Linked DNA regions of Mus musculus: region 2 is linked to region 1. The links are chromatin contacts, called in public Hi-C maps. All regions are on one chromosome and are shown on one strand. The core of a region is the stretch at or near the end of the contact, and the rest is flanking DNA. Distances in the headings are between cores, read along the strand shown. Region 1 has its middle 170 kb from the start of Gm41653. Region 2 overlaps Nrxn1 (neurexin I).

Evidence for each region. Hi-C and Micro-C count contacts between places; a contact is called where the count stands out from the background.
Region 2: a Hi-C map of cerebellar granule neurons shows a contact between it and region 1, with 2.2 times the contacts expected there. The contact joins two enhancer-like sites. A contact is called at or near these places in 2 of 484 Hi-C or Micro-C datasets (cerebellar granule neurons and cerebellum), 3 of 115 datasets of contacts at active chromatin or transcription factors (embryonic forebrain, forebrain and large pre-B cells) and 1 of 9 other capture datasets (embryonic stem cells).

Annotation. Positions count from the first base shown.
Region 1 is chr17:89,800,963-89,804,786 of GRCm38.p6, forward strand. No RefSeq gene overlaps it. Among named protein-coding and RNA genes, the nearest start is that of Gm41653, 170 kb to the right of the region's middle. Within about 2 kb of position 1,774, at least 2 of the 459 cell types and tissues checked have an H3K27ac peak or open chromatin away from gene starts, as enhancers often do. A contact at or near this core is called in cerebellar granule neurons, where this site is marked.
Region 2 is chr17:90,450,913-90,454,736 of GRCm38.p6, forward strand. The region is part of intron 17 of Nrxn1 (neurexin I); the gene reads right to left. Among named protein-coding and RNA genes, the nearest start is that of Gm32337, 9.1 kb to the right of the region's middle. Within about 2 kb of position 2,004, at least 9 of the 459 cell types and tissues checked have an H3K27ac peak or open chromatin away from gene starts, as enhancers often do. A contact at or near this core is called in cerebellar granule neurons, where this site is marked.

The DNA of each region.
Region 1 (3,824 bases), core at 524-3,023:
CTGGTGTTAAATTAATTATTTTTTGTATTTCTTGGGTTTTGTTACCTTTCCTGTGTTGGAGTTTTACTTCTAATATCTTCCATATGGCTGGATTTGTAAAAAATATAGTTTAAATTTGGTTTTCTCATAGAATATCATACTCTCTGATCTATGGTAACTTGAACATTTTCTGGGTAGTAATGTGGACTGACATCTGTGGGTTCTTAGGGTCCAGAAAAATCTACCCTTTTGCTTTGAAAGTCTTAATTGAGAAGTCAGGTATAATTCTGAAAGATATGTTTATATATGTTACTTGGTCTTTTATGTTACAGCTTTTAATAAGCTTTCATAGTTCTGCACTTTTAATGTTTTTATTATTGTATAGCAAGAAGATTTTATTTTCTGTTCCAATATATTTGGTATTGTCTAAACTTCTTGTATGTTTATAGGCAATTCTTTCTTTAGGTTAGGGAAATTTTCTTCTATGATTTTGTTGAAGATATTTTTTTAGGATTTTGTGTTGAGAATTTTCTCCTTCATCTAATCATAATATTTTTAAGTTTGGTCTTTTTATAGTGTCTCAAATTTCCTAAATGTCTTATGTCAAGAATTTAGTGATTCTGTTAGTTACAGACTACCATCTATAGTTCCTGTTCTCCTTCCTAGGTTTTCTATCTCCAGGAATGCCTCAGTTTAAATTATCTTTTCTGCTTTTATTTTCATTTTCAGATCTTGGACATTTTTATTTTCATTGCCTGTTTGATTATATTTTCCTGTATTTGACTAAGGATTTATTCATTTCTTCTTTAAAGGTCTCTATCAGATTTCTAAGATTGAATTTAGGGGCTGGAGAGATGGTTAAACAGTTAAGAACACTGACTCTTCTTCCAGAGGTCCTGAGTTCACTTCCCAGCAACCACAACCATCTATCTGTAATGGCATTCGATGCCCACTTCTGGTATGTCTGAAGAGAGTGACAATATACTCACACACATTTAATTAATTAATTAATTAATTAATTTAAAAAGATTGAATTTAGGATCATTTTCTTGTACTTCAAGTGTGTTAGGATATCCAAGGCTTGATAGCTGGGCTTTGGTGCTATCTTCTTGCCTTAGCTCTTCTTGATGGTGTTTTTATGCTAGCCTTTAGCCATATGCTTGCTCTGGGTGTTGGATGGTTGATTTTCACGCCAGCAGGCCTCCTCAGAAAGGAGGAAGAAATATGTATGTGTCATACAATGGGGGTTAGTGTGCAGTGCACAGCTTACCTATACTTGCTGTGCCCCAGGTGGACCCAGCTGGCAAGTGATTGCTGGTCAGGTTTCCAGTTGGTTGTTCCTTAAGCCCACAGAGGCCTCTACAGGGAAGCAGGATGCTCTTGGGTTTCCAAAGGCTTCTTGGCATGGAAGGGTGAGCTGAGAGCCAGACACTAAATGTCAGGGGACTGCAGGCAGCTCACCTCTGCTGGCTGTGCTCCAGGAGGACCCAACTGGCCTCATTTTCTTTCATTGCTTTTACAATTTTATTCTGAGGTTAATTTCTCACTTAAACAATTTAATCGTTTTAAAAATCTTATCCACTTCCATGCCATACTCTCAGAGTGATAGTTTGAATGTCTGAGAAATATTTGACATGCTTATTTTTTTCACATTTAAAAATTTTAACCTTTAATTAATTTTATATTACCATCCAAAGTGGTAGATTTTATTATATAATTTTTAGACATATACACCACACTTTGTTCTTCATTTTCTGAGTCACTTTTCCCAGTTCTCATTCAGATTGCCAAGTGCTCTTCATGTTCCTTTTTATACACTGTATGATCATAGAATTCTGCTTAACATTTAGGAGCTCCTTGGAAGAATTCTTACTTTTCCAGTCTTCTTTGCAGGTAGGCATGCTTTGAGGGTCTCCCTGACAATCTGCATGGGTGTAGTTTGCATTTTGTGTTCCTCTTTTTCTGTTCCTTGATGTATAAATACAAGGCTAGAAAACTGGTGATTATTTAAGTTCATAATCACACTTTGAAACTTGGATCACTGACTATCCTGGTAGCATCCCTGAAGTACCAGAATACCTATGTGCTTTAGTGTAAGAGGTAAATAATTTTTAGCCTTTCTATTCAGCCACTGTTGTTATGATTTTTTTTAACTGAAATTGAGACTCAGGTAGTTTTCTGTTTTGTCTTTCTTTTTCTCTTTACCTTCTTTCTTTTGATCATTTGTTCTTTCCATTTTTCTTTCTTTCACTACTCTTCCATTTAAGATCACATAATATATAATTCCATAAATTCTTGATTTTTTTCTTCATTTGATTCATGTTTGGCAGTAATATTTACTCAGGCAGATTCTACTGTTCTAGAAGAGAGTTACCTTGTATTATTTTCTAAGATTTTTCCTCTCTAAGCTGTGTTCTATTAGCAAAATTTTGTTTATCTACAGCACAAAACCTGGGGTATGGGTATAGAGTGGTTGCAGCAGACATGAGAAAAATGTTAGAGATGGGGAGACTGGCTATAGCATTAGATGTTCTTTCTACCTCTTGCAGGCATGCAGTCATGGGCTGATTGTTGAGCCATTATTCATTCTCTCATTTGTGAAGGAACAAAGAACCAGTAATTTCTTAGCTGAAGTTGAAGGTTAAATTTTGGGGGAAAACCAAAACCAAAACCAAAACCAAAACCAAAACCAAAACCAAAACCAAACCATAAAAGAATTAGACTTTTACCTAGTGCATCCAGAGTGCTGTGGTAGAGTAGAGGAACTGGATCATCAGCATCAGCATCACCATCAACCTGACTGGAACTCTGTGTACTTAGTATTTGTTAAATATTGTGTGATGACTATTTGCCTACTAGTCAAGGATACACTCACTGTTCTACAGGAAAGCAAGCTGCAGTCTCTGACACTCTGTAAAGCTCAACCAATCTTGGCAGTGAAAATGGGTTTTAGTCATTAGCAACTCTAACAGGGCTGTGTAAATTGAAATCAAATTCCTGAAGGAAATAGCTAATGATACTTTAAAGATATTGAGAGCATTAGTAGGAGATAGTACATGTAACTATTTCATGTTACTCATGTTTGTTCAACCAAAGGATAAATCAATCCCTATCTTTTTGACAGGAGGGCAAGCTAAAGCAAGACTGTTGGATATGTATATTTCCTGAGAAGAGAGGATTAGTAATTTTAATATTTCTAAAAATTACCCCTACAAGATGCTGAGAGAATCTGTGTATCTCTGCTGGGTTTTAGCAGGAGCACAGAATTCTCATTTAAGGACTGAATGTTCTCAGCAAGGTATTTTTGAGGGGTTGAAGGTCATCTAAGAGATGGCATAGTTTAATCCAATCTCTTGTGCATGTTCAGCTTTGTTCATTACGTGGAGATTTCTGCAAGGGTGAGCAGATACAGTATATTGTGAATCTTTTCAACAATACTTTAGTTATCGTTTTGGGGCATGGTTTTTATGTGGGGGTCACTTAGACTTTTGTGCTGGTTTCACCTGCATAATCACGTCATGCAATTTGTTTGATCATTTTTGACTAAGATCAACTTTACATCAACAAATATCAGAATTTGTCGTTTTCTTTTACTCTATGAATTAACCCTTTTTTTGGTCTTTTATATCTTTACTTCCACATTAATACAGAAACTGTTCATTTATTTTATGTAATCTTGTTGCATTTTGACAGTAGAGAACTTGGCACTAGATTACACAAACTTGATCCAGCCAGTCTTTCAATCCTTAATACAATTTTGAACTTCTAAGAAAAGTTACTAATTTCTCATCAGTTTTATGATACTTTTAGGACAACTGTAGAAATTTTGGAGGCATGTATTTGTA
Region 2 (3,824 bases), core at 754-3,253, 650 kb after region 1:
CACAGAGGTGTTAAGATAGACTAGACACAAAACTGGTGGCTGGATTATTCATAATGAATTCTACTCCAAAAGACCCCATGAAGCCACATGGAGAACACTCTCTACCTCTGAGATCATACAATCACTTTGGGCTATGGGGTCACAAATCTCTGACTGTAATCTCTTTTTCACTCTGATCAGAGATTGGCTCTATTTCTTGGCCCATCTTTGACACGACATGTCTCAGTAGCCTCGCACACACACACACACACACACACACACACACACACACAAAAGATATTTAAGCTCCCTTTAGAACTTTGTCATATGCCTTGAAAGTACTTTGGAAGAATATGTTACAAATTCCAGCTATGAATTTTATCTTTATTTAATGTCATTGAGTTCCCTTAAACACAAACCTAGCTTTAAAATTCGTTCACTTCTCCCCTTGAAGAAACCATTTTGCTCTTTAATAGTATAAGCTCATCACAGTAATATAATTTCCAGAGTTCATATTTGCGGGAAGAGATGAACTGACTTTAGTTGCTAAGATCTGTGAATGTTTTCTCCTTTCTGTATCTTCTGAAAATATTGAGAGGCTTTAAGCTAATTTTCTAAAGTATGCAGAACATTGGTGCTTAGGAATGCTGGGAGCTGAGCAGGGAACCTGAGCATAGCACTGACATCATTCTCTGCTCCACACATATGGCACAGCACAAAAGCAGTACTGGCTGAGCACACGGGTCTATTCTGGACTCCAGTTGGCTTTAATTATAAGCAGCCTTGCTTCTTATCATTTACAGTTACATAGTTCTCCACTGACTTAACTAAAAAAAAAAAAATTTATACAGAAGTTGTTTCACCATCTATGTTTTTAAATTCATACAAAATTGGGGAGGGGAGAGGCAGAAACTGTCTCCAAATCTGCTTCTCATATATATGCACTTAAGAAAATCCTCACCACAATCTTTGCAATTGGGTCAGCTTACACAAAGACATGTGTGGTAGACATGAGCTCCCTCTGCACCCGCAAACCTTGTAAGTGACACCTCATAATAGTGCAAATGAAGCATAGCATGAAAAAACATGAAGAAGAATGAACCTGGATCCAGCAGTTTCTAAAACATAAGAGACTAAATTTTCTCCCTTAGAATATGCTACCCAAGCTTTCCTTTCCTTACATACACTTAACATATATGTACGTACTCCTTATTAAAAAACAAACAGTCTTATGCTTCTCGGAAACTCTAAGACAACCAAACAGGCTCATGTATTTATCCACACATGCACATTTGCAAGAGTCACAGATTTTAAATGAAGCCTCCTTTTTAACTTGCCTTCATTTCCTAGTAGGAATTCATCACACTGTCATTTACCTTTTTGCTTTGCTTTCTCTCTCATCCATTAGGCTCAGCAATTCTTTCCTTGTGAGCCCTTTGTCCTAATAATTAGCTAAATATTCATCAAGCTTATTGACCCAACAAATTCGACTTCACCTCTTTCTATTAGGTTTCTCTCAAGCTCCCACCCTACGAGCCCTGCTCTGGGGCCCTCTGCTCTCCTTGCACACCCTGGTTTCGGAGTGCACCACCCTCAGACACCGATTTTTTCAGCCTAATGTTCTTAGCTTGCTCTCTATAGAATTGTCTCTTTTCTAGAGAAGGGAGGGGAGACATGTGAAAACTTCACACCTGTATTTTATTTAGGACCTTAAATTCTGACTGGTGAGTATGTAGGAATGGAGGGAGGTTTTACAAACAAATGTGGCCACATAAATAGCATTCTCTGAAAGAAAGAAAGTTCTCTGACCCTAAAGAATAATGCCTACTGTGGCCCATTCACTGTCTCTACCTGCCCATCTTGATTTCTCCTTTTCAATGATAGATGAGCCTGATTTTTCATTCACATACAGACAATCAGTCTATTCTGGAGGGAAATAAATGTTACCAAAGACCAGCAGAGGGCATCTGCCTGGGGTAGAAGCTACATTTGTAAAGGAGTGTCAAATTGCTACAGGGGCCCTTTTTGTCCTGTCACCTCCACAAGCCCTGTCCACATTCTCAGACCTTACCACTGGGTCACTCTGCAGAGTCAGACCCACAAGAAACTTATGTGCATATGAGATAATTAGCTCATAGCGCCCCACTGCTACAATTAGCCATCCCACACCCTCACATACCCCCATCTGGTACACCACTCCCACCCACCCACGCTCTGTCTGGCCCTCCTGTGCCCTGGCTCTCCTTCCTCCCACAGGAGTGGTATAATTCTGCACAAAGGCAGAGCAGTGGTTGAGGGCTACACTCAGGTAAGGTAGCAGTATGCTCCCCAGAATCTAGGGAGTCAGAGGGAAGAGCACCTGGAACTCTATGGTTTCCCAGGGATCTGCCCTCTGATATTATAGAAAGCCCTGGTTCGGGTTTTACTAGGTGTCTCTAAAGGAATTCCTTCAAGAACCAGGTGAGGTAAACAATCAATTATTTGGAGCCAATGTAAAGTGTGTCACTATTCCACTCCCAGTGAGGGGTTGCCAGGGTGACCTGTCTCTGTTCATTAGATCATGCTGTAGCTTTTCATGCCTAGCCCACAGGAGTCCCGAGGTAGGAAGTCTATCCCAGGAGAAGGGCCCGACATCATAGTACTAACAGTTGCCCCTGGGAGGGGAAATACATGAGAGGGAGTAGAGGATCCAAGGAGCAGAGTCTCAAAGGTGAATTGACTGCAAGAAAGAAATGGAAGAACAGCCAAAGAAAGTGATCACAGCGTCCAGCCTGCTGGGTAAATGAGTAGGTCTTACACTCAGAAGAGACAAAGAAAAAAGCCTCACAGGCACTGAGAAAGGGGGGGGGGGCGGGAAACCTGGCTGATTTTGTTATTTTATTTTTGGCAATTCGGTGAATCTGATATAGCTTTCATCTAAACATAAGAGGATACTGGCTCACAAGGCATTTCTCTACACTCAGATCTTCCCTAACAAACTGGAAAATAGGTCCCTTTTCCTGAAATTTCTCTTCTTCCAGGCAGAACTCCTGGCTTAGTCCAGGAAGCCTGCACTCCATGGAAAGAATTGCACAGAGGAGGGAGCTAGACTGGCGGTGTTCAGGAGACCAATCTTCAGGGAGATGGGGGTCTGTGAAGTCTCAGACCACTCCCATTGCATCTAGAGAATAATTCGGCCGTGTGTGTGTGTGTGTGTGTGTGTGTGTGTGTGTGTGTGTGTGTGTGTGTGTGTGTGTGTGTGGTGGAGAAAGGATGGTTTCCAGGAGGAGCTCTGTGTCCAGTAGGGACTGACGAAGATCAGAGAGGGTAGGTAGCTCACTGTACTGCTGCCTTATCCAAGTAAGACACACGTGGGGTAAGAGGGAATGGCCTCCTGTTGAGTGGGTGCCTAGTCCCGGGACCTCTTTCCTGGCACTGCAGTCTGGAAGCAGCGCTTTGGAGAGATGCACAGGTTCGAATGCTCACTGCTCGGGCCAGGAAAGATGGTCTGGAGGTGGGGCAGCGCTGCACAGACAAAAGGTTCTGCAGAGCCCTCATCTCTCTCCCTCAGTTACCTCTGTGGAGCGCGGCGCCCCATCTGGCCACTGAGTGACCTTCTGGCGAGAGACACCCCCTTTCAGCGGGGCCAGGCTCCCTGCCCAGGCTGGTCCTGTATTAGATGCCCACATCTCCCGGCACCTCGGCAAGGCACGCCCCTCCCACCCCTCACCACAAACACCCGCGCTGCCTTCACCCATCCCTTTCTATTGTCTTCAAAGAGATAAGTGGCTCCCAACAAGCACACCTAAATGCACCTCCCTTTTCTCTGGCTCCCACATCTTAGAGCCTTAAGGGCCGAGACGCCG